Linked DNA regions of Mus musculus: region 2 is linked to region 1. Evidence: chromatin contacts called from public promoter capture Hi-C data. All regions are on one chromosome and are shown on one strand. Each heading gives the region's core, a stretch centred on a gene start, on an enhancer-like site or on the middle of the called end of the contact. The rest is flanking DNA. Distances are from core to core; before and after follow the strand shown. Region 1 holds the start of Kdm5a (lysine (K)-specific demethylase 5A). Region 2 holds the start of Vamp1 (vesicle-associated membrane protein 1).

What was found. Promoter capture Hi-C pulls out the DNA fragments that hold promoters and counts their contacts.
Region 2: a promoter capture Hi-C map of cranial neural crest shows a contact between it and region 1. The contact joins the promoter of Vamp1 here to the promoter of Kdm5a in region 1. A contact is called at or near these places in 1 of 39 promoter capture datasets (cranial neural crest) and 1 of 9 other capture datasets (adipose tissue).

Annotation. Positions count from the first base shown.
Region 1 is chr6:120,361,547-120,368,067 of GRCm38.p6, reverse strand. Kdm5a (lysine (K)-specific demethylase 5A) reads right to left here and starts at 3,969. Exons shown (of 28, transcript NM_145997.2): 1 at 3,290-3,969; 2 at 1,421-1,498. The coding sequence starts at 3,454. It also overlaps a transcript of Ccdc77 not described here.
Region 2 is chr6:125,211,535-125,218,055 of GRCm38.p6, reverse strand. It overlaps Vamp1 (vesicle-associated membrane protein 1), which reads right to left and starts at 2,475. Exons shown (of 5, transcript NM_009496.3): 1 at 2,329-2,475. The coding sequence starts at 2,330.

The sequences.
Region 1 (6,521 bases), core at 2,720-5,219:
CTGTTGACTCCATTTTTTAATCTAACAATATGAAAATATCATAATGAAATCCGTTAGTTTGTATATTATCTAACATACATATTAATTAGGGGAAAAATTCCAAGTTTGGAGCTGGGGCACCATAGCAAGAGTCTTTTGTTAACCCCAGCACACCCAGGAGGCTGAGACAGGAGGACTGCCATGAGTTCAAAGCTAGCCTAGGCTACGTTAACTCCAGACCAGACCACATATTAGCTACAAAAAAAAGACTGACTCAGCCGGGCATGGTGGCACGTGCCTTTAATCCCAGCACTCGGGAGGCGGAGGCAGGCGGATTTCTGAGTTCGAGGCCAGCCTGGTCTACAAAGTGAGTTCCAGGACAGCCAGAGCTATAAAGAGAAAACCCGGTCTTAAAAAAAGAAAGACTGACTCAAGAAGGTGGGGGCTGGGCAGTAATGATTCATGCCTTTAATCCTAGCACTTGGGGGGCAGAGGCAGGCGGATTTCTGAGTTCAAGGCTAGCTTGGTCTACAGAGTGAGTTCCAGGACAGCCAGGGCTATACAGAGAAACCCTGGGGGGAGGGGGAGGGTTGAAAAGAGGGTTGGGGAAGTAGCTCAATTAACTGGTGGAGCACTTGCCTAGTTTCTTGAAGCCCAGAATTCTATTCCGAGCATCATATAAACTGGGCATGATGGTGCACACCTGTGATTCCAACACACAGGAGATCCAGGGAGTCATGGATTATACATAAAGCTAACTGACACCTTGGACCACATGAGACTCAAAGAAGGAAAAAAGAAAGAGAGGGAGCAAGAGATTTCCACTTTTTTAAAGCTAAGCATTAGAATTTCCACTAAGAAAATATGTTTAAAAAAGTTTTCTGTTATCCCATTGAGTGAAGAAACAAAGAAAAAAAAGTAGTAACTACTTGAAACACTCTTAAGTATCAAATGATTATTTATTTATTTATTTATTTATTTATTATATGTAAGTGCACTGTAGCTGTCTTCAGACACTCTGAAAGAGAGCATCAGATTTCATTACGGGTGGTTATAAACCACCATGTGGTTGCTGGGATTTGAACTCAGGACCTTTGGAAGAGCAGTTGGAAGAGCAGGGCTGGTGAGATGGCTCAGCTGTTAAGAGCCATCTCACCAGCCCTCAAGTAACTATTATTCATTAAATTCCAGTTAGCACAAATTCTGGGTCCTGGTACAAGCTTTTCAAAGTTCTCTATCTAAAATCCTAAAGTAATTAATAAAAGTAAATTAAGTTTTGGCAAAAAATAAAATAAAATCCTAAGATAAGCCATCAGGAGGATGGAGCTATATAAAGTCATGACAGAGCTTTTGCTTAGTCTGTGTGAAGCCCTGAGTCCCAAACACCACCACCACTAAGGAAAGAAAAAAGAGAAAGCAGAAATACTGGTCTAATACTCACCTCAAGTTCATTCAGGCGCTGGACTCTAGGAGTGAAACGGAAGGTTTTTACTTCACAGGCAAATGGAGGTTGCCAATCCTAAATAGAAAGAATTATTCTGGTCATTTAGCATGGAGCTGCCACAAATCATAGCATATCTAAGTCTTCACTATAGAGACAAAAAAAAAAAAAAAAGCAAGCAATGTTCTTATAATTTACATTTTAATATTACTTGGAAAAGCAATTCTCATTCCACAATATACAGTTACACTCTCCAAGGTTATTCAGGAAGAATACAATGAGCTTGTCAAATGCAAAAACAGTGTCCAATAAACACACAAGTTTACCAAGTAAAACTTAAAAAGAAAGAAAAAAATCCACTGACTCGGGTATGGCACATGGCCATAATTCTAGTACTCTGAAGTAGAGGCAGGAGGCTTAAAAGTTCCAAATCAGCCTAGGTTACAGAGCCTGACCATCTTAACAACAAGGACAAAAGTCATCTGGGTGCCTGCTAGGGAAGAGAACCGTAGAACCAAATAAATGACATCTGCAGCCACACTTTGGTTCTACTTTAATAAGGCACAGGGATCTCTTCTAAACAACATCCAGTTGACGCTGGTGCTCATTTTTCAGCAACATTTGGACAAGGTTTTTCTCCCATGTTAGTGAGGATGGAAGCCTGGGCCTTGCAGCATTCTCCCACACCAACAACATTATTTGGAAAACACCTAATATTTTTTTTTTTTAAAAAAACAAAACCACCCTTTGACCTTGAGCATATAACTTAACCTCCGAGGGAATTAATTCCACTCATTACCGGGTATCATTTGCTTTCCTAACCTTAGAAAGTGAGGTTAATTAACCAATTTATAGGCAAACTTGATTATTTATAGTACAGTTTGGGAATCTTTGTCCCTTACTTTCTTATTTCTTACATATAGAGATTTCAACGTTTTCTTCCATCACCATTCATTGGCCAATTCTTTCTAAACCTCTACATTAAAAAAACAAAAACAAAAACAAAAAATTAATGCTCTTTATCTTTCTCAAGGATGCCTCCTTGTTGCAGTAATAATTAGCGTGGGGGTTCTAGTCTAGTGACATCACCCTGTAGACAACCTGAGTTCGGATTACTAAATTTAAGAAACCCGAGTAGTGGCCTGCAAAGGTTTGATAAACTGAACATCAGTAGGCTTGGACACAAAAACGGTCGACATTAGTGGGGTTTTTTTTAACACGCAAACAGAAAGATGGTGCGTGAGCTGATGACAGGACACTTCAAACGCCTTTCCCTAGGAAGGGCCTGAAGCCTTTTGTTATCCTTACCTCCAATCCACACTACAATATCCGTGCCCAATAAGTTCTGGGAAGGAAAAGGTCCCAGAGACACCTCTTTCTGTCTTTTGAAGGGGGACCTGAGAAGCGATGCGATGGCCCAGTCGTCAGGCCAAAGCCTGACAATCTTGAGTTCGAGCCCGGAGACCCACAACCCCCACAACGCAGGAAGAGAATCGACTCCTACAAAATGTCCTCTGACCCCTCCGCGAGCGCTCTCTCGCTCTCCTCCCCTCTCTCCCTCTCTCTGTCTGTCTGTCTCTCTGTCTGTCTGTCTCTCTCTCTCTCTCTCTCTCTCTCTCTCTCTCACACACACACACACACACACACACACACACTCACACGCGATCAAATAAAATGTCAAAGTGGACGTGAAACTGCGTTCAGAAACCAGGGCAAAAAACATCCTCAAAAGTGGCCTCGGGACACCAAGAGAGGAGGGAGGGGCCCCCGGAGAGCACGGAAGACCCCCAAAGAGGAAAGCCACGGGGAGGAGGAGGACCGTCCCGCCGCCCCAGCACGCCCCCCGTCCCCGCCCTCAGGCGACGCTACCTTGGGTGGCCGGATTTTGCAGATGCCCGTTTTCTCCGCAAAGGGCCGGATGCGCCCGATAAAACTCAGCGGGTCTGTGAACTCCTCCCAACTGGGCTCAAAGACCGGGCACTCGGGCGGTGGCACGAACTCCGCCGCGTAGCCCCCCGGGCCCACGGACGCCATGGTCACCAAAAAATAAAATAAAAAGCCAGGGGGGCCTGAGGTGCACAAGCGAGGAAAGGCTTGGCTGACGGCCACCAAAGCCCTCTCACGTCCCCGCACTGGGGCCGCAGCGCATCTTCTTAGGACGAGAACGAGTCCTCACAGGAGCGCCAGCCGCTCTCCCTCCGCTCGTTTGTTATTGTTTCCTTCAGGGCTTTTCCTCTCAGGGGCAGGACGCTCCCGGAAGTTAACGTGCTGCTAAATCAGTCCGCCACCGCAGGAAACAAAATCCCACCGCCGCCACGTCTAGTCGGGTCTTCTCTCCTCGCTCCCTTCCATGACGGCCGGCGGAGCTTTTTTGTTTTATTTTGGTTTTTTGTTTTCTCACAGCTTGCCTGTCAAAGTTCTGCGCCCTCCGTCCACCCCGGGTGCGCGGCCCCTCAAGGCGCCGCGACCTCTCTCGAGGAGAGGCGAGGGAAAAGCTACCCCGCAAGGTGGAACGCGCGCTTCCGGCGCGCGGAGGAATGTGTAATGCCTCGGAGAGCAGAGGTACTGCTTCCGGTAAGGGGCTTCCGGTTCCTCTTTGTGTCGGGGGTGGGGACACGAACGCAAGGTGGGCCCCTCCGTGGCTAGTCGGCCGGGTTTGTTCGTTCTCCGAGACCTGTTTTTAACATCGTTGTCTAGGTTTGGACAAGTGACGAACTCTTGGCCGAGTTTCCGCGTCTCCGTTTCCTTCTTTCGAATGCTAGTCTTGTACAACTCGTTTCGCTCGGTCGCCTTCGTACGGGTTTCTCGCTTCTCCGTGACCAATAGGTTTCAGCCCAATTCCGTCATTACATGGGCCGGCCTTCACCACCAGCTGCGACTTGCTTTTTCTCACGACACTGGGAACCTACCCATAGAGGGCCTGGCCTTGCTAGTCTAGCTGTTGGCAGCCATCCCGAAACCGTATTTGAGTAGTAAGCAGGGCCTGAAAACGCTTGCTTTGTAACCAACCCATTTCAGTTTGGTATGAAACTGGTCACCTTGTCAGAAACCTCTACTTGGAAGGCCGGGCATAGTTGCACACGCATAGAGTTCCGATCAGCAATGGCTGGTTTAAAAAAAAAAAAAGCCACGTTTCTGGTATACGGTCCTACAGTTCCTTTATGCGTCTAAGCCTGACTCTACAAGGTTGAAGGCAAGAACCGGCTCCAAAGTTATCCTGTGCCCTCCACATCCATATACCTTTATGGTGATGAAGGTAGATGCTTTAGGGGCAGTTCGAGCTGCATATGAATTTGAGGCCTGATTAGGCTACGGGAGACCTTGTAAGTAAGGAAAATCCCTGTGTGGTGGCTCAGGACTATAAACTCAATTCTGGGGAAGGAGATGTAGAAAGAGCACCATAAGGCCACATGGTACACTTATCGAGTTCCAGAATGGTCAAGAATACGGGGTAAGGGCCAGAACAGTGGCTCAGCTGTGAAGGGCACTTGCCACCAAGCTTGAAATCCTAAGTTTGATTCCTGGAACCCCATGGTTAAAGGAGAGAACTGAAAGCTGACCTCACCTTCACGCCAGGTCCACATACATTCATCTACAAATTCACACATTAAGTAATCAAAGGCTGGGGGGGTTGGAGTGGGGGGGTGGCTATCAGGTAAAACGCTGACTCATAAATAAAGGTTCTATTCTGCTAGTCAGGATCAGGAATGCAAGGAAATGGACTCAGGCTAGTTTGTTCAATTACTTTCTGTACTAGAAATTGAACCCAAGTCCTTGAACATATTAGGTAAATGTGTCCTGAGCTGTAACTCCAGTATAGTCTCCATTTCTTGCTTAAAGAAAAAAGGGAAAAAGTGATATACAGAGAAAAAATGGACATAGGAAGGTATGATGAATTATATACAATTACTAAAATATTTTATAACAAGACTTAGGTCATTTAGCATTTAATCTGAAAAAAAAAGAACTATGCACATCAAAAGAGAAATAGTAAAATTCAAAAGACTGTTTTAAATTTTTGTGTTTGTTTTTCAAGACAAGGTTTCTCTGTAGAGCCTTGGTTGTCCTGGACCTCTCTGTAGACCAGACTGGCCTCTGACTCCCAGAGATACCCCTGCCTCTACCTCCCAAGTGCTGGGAGGAGCAAAGGTGTGCACAACTGTACCTGGTATACTTGAAAATTTAAAACTCATCAAAAGTTCTTTCATTACATACGCAATCAAAATATATTGTTATTTGGCTGGGGATGGAGCCTGAAGGATCACAACTCCAAGATCATCCTCAGCTGTCTGTGTCAAGGCTGCCCTGGGATTTAAAAAAAAAAAAAAAAAAAAAAAAAAAAAAGGCAACAAAAGAAGCAACTTTTAAAGAAAAATGAATTCATCTCAAGTAAACTGAGGAAAATACATTCCAAGCACCACATATTCATCTGTAAGTTACCAGTGTTAGAGTAGAATGAAATTAGTATCTAAGTCTGGTAAGTATTTGGCAAGACTGTGAATTACGGCCTCTGATGTATTTCATTTTACTTTTGAGCCAGGGTCTCTCTGTTTCATCCAGGCTATTATTGTACTGGATGCTAATGATCTTCCTGTATCAGCCTCCCCAGTATCTGGAACTGCAAGTATATACAGTTTATTGTTTAAAGCCTCACATCAGAGTGACAGGAGTGGGCAAATCTCATTGAGTGAAAAATGTTAAAAAAAAAAGAAAACCCACAGAATTTCTAAGGAAATGGCTTTTAATTCCCACGGTGGGGTAGTGGGGTAGTGGGGTAGTGGGGTTGTTTGATTTTGCAGTACTAAGGATTGAAGCCAGGGCTTCACAGGTAGGTCCTCTGCCACGAAGCAGCTAAAAATATCGTGTCTACATGGCCCAGAGCACATGTGGAAATCACAGGGCAACCTGCTGGAACCCACATGGTGAGTTCTCACCTCCACCGTGTGGGTTCCAGGAGCTGACCGAAGCCATCAGACTTGTCAGCAAGTGCCTTCGTTGGCTAAACCATCTCAGCGGCCCCTTATCCATTGTTTTAAACTGAATTTTGATACAGGGTCTCACTAAGTTGCCTGGTGTGCTATCTTTGAACTGAATTCTCCTT
Region 2 (6,521 bases), core at 1,226-3,725, 4.9 Mb before region 1:
GAATCTGAGACCTAAAACAATTATACTAGTCGTTCCGAAAAGCACAGACCAGAAATAAAAATGCTAGAAACAGTCCTCAGTGTACACACAGCAGACACTCTGTCCATTCATCTTCAGACTGGGCGATGTCTCAGGATAGTTACCCAGTCCCGTGTCAGATAAGGAAGCTTGAACTACACTGCTGTGAGTTCAAGTCTCTCCACCAGCACCGCTGAGGGCAAAGCGTTCCCACGGCCTTAGAAGGGAATAATCCAGAGTGGGTTTGGTTTGGTTTGGTTTGTGTTTCGGGTGTTTTGTTTTGAGATGAGGTCTCACGAAGCCCTGGGTGTCCTGGAACTCTCTATGTAGACCAGGCTAGCCTGAAATACAGATCTATCTGCCTCTGCCTCCCCATCTGCTGGGGTTAAAGCAACGGTGGGGCCTGAAGATGAACTCCTCTCTGACAGTCACCAGCTAACGAGTTCCCAGAGTTAAACCCACAGAAGCAAGGTAAAGAGAGAAAGCTAAAATTTGATGGGGAATAGAAATTTCTTAAGTGCTAAAAAAAAAAAAAATCTTTGCTAGAAAAGTCCAAGAATAAGTACAGTAAAGGTTAAGCCACCAGAAAGTTGCTAAAAAAAAAGTAAATTCCTTGATTAATTACAACAGAACCAAGATGCAGAATCTCTTTTTCCATAACTAAGGGAAATGTTCTAGACACGATGTAATAACCCCAACCGCTTCTCGGCCTTTTGGCTAAGATCAAGATGTAGAAGCCCCTCAGAAAGACTCTATTAGCAGATTACACCAGCTTCTTCCACTTAAAGGGCCGCTTTCCCATTTCCTTCCTAAACATAGAGGAATCTGCAAAGCCATGGGAGCCACAGGATCTGCACTGCTACTGAGCTAGCTAAGCAATCTAGTTCTAGACCAGAGGGAGGGATTTCAATGAGTTGGTAGCAGCTAGTGTTGGAAGGTGTCCAGGATGGTGGCACCAATGACAAGATTAAGGTCAGAGACCTCGTGATTCCCTGCTAGCCACCATGCTTTCTCAACCTCCTTCCAAACATCACACATGAAACTACCTGCAGCCAGTCAACTAAGAAGGACCCCTCCCCTCCCCTAAACATCTAGATCTATGGGCTTGTAAAAACTGCACAGAATGTTAATGCAGAGAACGGATAAAATGGCTGTGAAGCTTTGGAGAACTCACTTTATTTACTATTTGTGGCAGGTAGAAACACTCCACCCTAACCTATTCAGGGAGTTATAACCCTTATGTAATACAAAATCCTGCCCCCCTTTTGCCAATAGAGGCAACACAAGCAGAGTGTAGTGGTGCACACCTTTAATCCCAGCACTTGGAAGCCAGGGGCAGGTGGATCTCTGAGTTCAAGGCCAGCCTTGTCTATAGAGGGAATTCTGAGACAGCCAGGGGTACACAGAGAAACCCTATATGGAAAAGCCAAACAAAGAAGGGGGATAGAGAGAGCGAGGAAGAGGGAGAGAGAGAGGAAGAGGGAGAGAGAGAGGAAGAGGGAACAAACACAAATAAATCTAGCACCAGGCAAGAGATTCAGATAATAAATGAAAAGAAAGAAAATTCTTCATTGTGTGTATGTGATCCTAAAGGGAAGTTCTTAATTTATCTGGCCACAGAAGGGGATGATGCCAAAAAGAGCTAAAGGCTAAACTATGTGTTTTGGATAAAATGAAGAATTCACTGTTCTCCCTATTTCTCCTCCAATATTTATTTGGCTAGGACTTGATCACTGGAAATCGCCTTAGCATAAACAGCTGCATTAAGATTTCATACCACTGTCCCCTGAGACTTTCTGAGCTACTCGCAAGGCGCCACAGAACTAGCAAGTTAAGTTTCTGCAGCTTTGCTCACAGCCATGAGGCAGGTACATCACACTCTGGGTGAGGGGCATGCATAACGCAGAGACTGCGGGCACTCCAAGTCAAGAATGGACAGGAACACCTATAAGTCTTCCCAGAGGCTTTAAGAGTCTGTCAAACAAGAAAGGGTCTCCGAGTTTCCTGTCTGAATCTATACCTCCCCCACTTTTTCCCCTTTGGGGTTCCACGATACAAAGACAAGAGGGGAGGGTGCGGTGTACGTGGGACCCCCGCGCCCTCGCCCTGCCATGGAGTGCCAGCTGCAGTTGGTGCGGGATGGAGCGCTGCCCGCAGTCCGGGGTGGCCCGGTCTGGGGGCGGCGCGAGCTGGTGGTTCCCGGCGTCGCCGCAGCTGCTGCAATGCGCCATTTCCCGTCCCGCAGAGTCGGACACTGCGGGGGAGAGTCGGTAAAGAGGTGTCGAGGACCCTAGAGCAGAGTCAACTCACATTTTTCTGAAAGAGGAAGTGGAGGTCCGTCCCCTCTCTGGAGAATGCAACGAGACGGGCAGGGAGACACTGCGGCTGAAGCAGACGGAACTGTCGAGCGCCGCCTCACACGAAACACCCGGAACTCTAACTGCGGTGGAACTTACTGCAGGTGCAGGGCCGGCTCTCGGCTTTATTAGACATGACCACGCCTCTCGGATGATGTCAAAACCTCCAGGTCCAATCCTCGTGAGAAATGGCCTGCTAGTCCCGCCCCCACAACTACAGCAATTACCATTGTCCTCTTATTTCTATTTCTTCACTGACCAATACAAAAGTGGCTTGCTTAAAGTCCAGCTCAAACTCTGTCTCCGCCGCTGAGTTAGACCTTTTATGGTGCCTACCAGCCAATCGCTGAGCTGGAGACTGCTGTCATTCTTACCGCTCCCGCCCACAGCACCTGGCAGAAGGAAACCCAAGTGACTTAGACGCTGGAATCCAACTGGCTGCGAGGTTCAGCAGTGAATGCATATTCATGAAGTCCTTGGCCACAGGACCACCCCGTCACCATCCCTGCCTGAGACCATAAAACCCACATTCTTCATTCTTCTCTTCCCTATCACGAACTTCATCCCTAAACCTGTTAACACAGCGACTTAGTTAACCCAGCCCAGAAACCTGAACTAAAGTAGACTTCCCTATTTTATGTTTATGCTTTGTTTTGTTTTTTGAGACCTCTCTCTATAGATAGATAGATAGATAGATAGATAGATAGATAGATAGATAGATAGATATAGATATATACATATATACAGATATATAGATACACACACACATATATATGTGTGTATATATATATATATACACACATATATGTATATATATATACACACACATTATGCGTATGTATGTGTGTGTGTGTATATATATATATATATATATATATATATATATATATATACACACACACACACATATGTATATATATATTATGGTACAAGTTTCTGCCTGCATCTATGCATGCTTGGGTGCCCTTGGAGGCCAGAGGAGGGTTATTCCCTAGATGGTTTTGAGTATATGTGAGTGCTGGGAACCAAACCCTCTGCAAAAGCAATATGCTCCCTCCACCACTGAGCCATCTCTCTCCAGCCCCAGCCCTTTCCTCTTTACTCCTCCTCCAAAATCTAAGTAGAATCAATTTTTCCTTCTCAATACTTAAAGACGTTTCTTCTCTCTTCCAGTAGAATCCCTTTCCTAGACATCAGTTGTAAAATTCAACATTATTTTATGCTTCACAGCTTTAAAGGAATCTATAGCTGTGGTTGCGTTTTCCTAGCCTTAGAATTCTTATTTTACATTTAGTGGAAGCTTAGGTTTTGGATGCAGTGTAAATGTTTATATCTTAGGCATCCATGCAAAAGGAAAGAGAACATAGTAACATTAATAGGACAGTTACAACTTGACGTTCAGAGACTCTTTTCCCAGCAGAAACAGAGGCTTGTGTAGTCCAGGCTGGCTTCAAACATGAAATGTAGTCAAGAATGACCTTGAAATTCTGGTCCTCCTACTTCTGCCTCCTGAATGCTAGGACTGCAGAAGTTTACCACCATGCCCAGTTTTCTGCAGCGCTGGTCAGCGTACTCTGTTCCTTTTGCATGCTAGGCATTCACTCTGCCAACTGAGCTCCATCCCCATCCCCCAGAGACTAACTCTCAGGCAATCATGTGTTTCACTCAGATGTCCACATGTTGGTGTCCTGTGTGCAAGCGTTTACGTCTTTGGAGATGCATGCAGCATTTCATTACTGGACAGGACATACTCCTTTTCTCCCTCTGGAACTTCCTTTCAAGGGCCTGGCATTCATTCTGCAAGTTGTGACATTTTGATGTTCATGAGCAGGTATGACAAATACAGTGTGGGTAGAGCCTGACTAAGCTACAGCAAAATTTCTGCCAAATGGCAAAAGAAAGACGGAACGGAAAAGGGGGGACAATTCTAGATTCAAGCCTGTGTCCAGTCTTGTTACCGGGTACCTACCTAATTACCACAAATGCCATTCACGGCTATTTTTCTTCTCTAAACTTGTTACTTTAGATCTGACCCCTGCCCTGTTTTTTATTCTGTTGCACTTTACAATTGATGATTTTGGTTTTGATTTTGGATTTCAAGACACGGTTTCTCTGTGTAGTCCTGGGTGTTCTGGAACTCGCTTTGTAAAGCAGGCTGACTTCATACTCAGAGATCCGCCTGCCTCTGCCTCCTGAGTGCTGGGATTAAATGTGGGCATTACTGCTGCCCGCTTTTAGATCATTTTGCCTCATGGCAGGTATGACTTGGTTTGGTTTTCTGCCGTATTCCCACCTCAGCCCCCCCAGCCCCCGCCAAGTGCTGGGATGACACTGAATAGGAATTTTAAAAGTATGTTCATGAGCTGATGAGAAAGAAAACATGGACTAAAGGTCAAACAAGTGAAAGCTGACATCTGGAGAGGCAGCTGAGCATTGCTCTTGAGCGTGGTGGCCTCGTGGGGTAGCAGCATAGCATAGGAAACAGCATGATGGTCTTACTCAAAGTTCAATCCCTAACAGAAAGCCCCTACATAAAGTTGGAATCCCTATATTGGCAACTAAGGGAGTTTTTAAAGTACTGGCCCCCGCATGCTCTTCAATTGAAATTATTTACAAACTAGGTGGCTGCTGAAGCTCTCTTTGTCCTTTTAAATATTTGAATTCATAACCTTGAACTGTGTTTTTAATACTTTGCCTGAAATCCTTGTTTTATTCACTTCTGAGAGCCTTAGCATCTTTTCTTCCTAAAATCATCCTGGCAAGAATCTCCAAGTGGTCTGGCATTGACAGTGGCACCCAGCACCAGCAAGAGCAATGCAGACCTCCCTGGTAAGCTCCTCTTCAGTGGAGGCCTTGGGGAATTTCCACAGAGACAGTTCCAAGAGAAATAAATTGTGGTCATATGCTGAAAACAAATCAGGGAAGAAATGCCAAGAAACAGAGAGACAGAGACACGAATTAAGGAAATTAAAAAGCCATGCCAAGTAGTTCAACGTCTGAGTAATAAAGAATATGAAAAGGGGGAAATTGGGATGTATGGGAAAAGGAAATGTGTGGGCAGGGAATTAATTATCCTGAACTAAATGAGCTTGTCCAGACCAACTTGTGGGTTCTAGCTACCACAATGACAGAAAAAGAATAGCATTAAATTAGACACATCTTTCTGTAATCTCAGAACAGGAGAGCAAAACAGGAGGTTTTGAAATCTTTCAACAAGAGAATAAACATGGGACAGGAGGGAGAACAGCACCATCAGTGCAGGCGAATAGTGCAGCAGCGCCTAAAGAGCTTTCAGGGGCTAGAGAGGCTCGACAGGATGAGAACCGTCTGCTCTTCCAGGAGACCCAGGTTTGCTTCCCAGCTGGCAAATGGTGCCTCACAACCATTTTTAACTCCAGTTCCAGTGGATCTGGAGCCCTCACACACACACACACACACACACACACACACACACACACACACACACAAAAATAAATAAATATTTTTAACCTGGGCAAAATGATTATTAACCTAGAATTTTATATCATCTCAAATATTAATAAAGGTGAGGGGGAACCAGGGCTCTGATGTCATCTACCTGTAATTTCACCACACAGAAGAGAATGGAGAAGAGGATCACTTGAGGCTAGAAGATCAACTCCTAACAAGACCCAGTCTCAAAAAAAGGTGGAACTAAAGATGTCATTCAGATAATGTAGGGAGTCAGAAATGTTACCATCTCCCCTGTCGAAACAGTCCACTGTGTGATGGGCTCTGGAAAATAGGAGAGAGACAGGCGACAGTTCTAAGGCATGGAACGGAGGGTCGTAACAAAATGCTTGAAATGGAAACCGTACTAAGGATCAAGATACAACCTGCCCTGACTAGATTAGAAGAAGGAAGCCGGGGGTGGTGGCACACGCCTTTAATCCCAGTGCTTGGGAGGCAGAGGCAGGTGGATTTCTGAGTTCAAGTCTATAAAGTCTATTTCTGAGTTCAAGCCTGGTCTATAAAGTGAGTTCCAGGACAGCCAGGGCTAGACAGAGAAACCCTGTCTCAAAAACAAAACAAACAAAACAAAAAAACAAAAAACAAAAACAAAAGAAGGAGAAGAAGAAAGGAGAAGGAGGAGGAGGAGGAAGAGGAAGAGGAGAAGAAGAAGAAGGA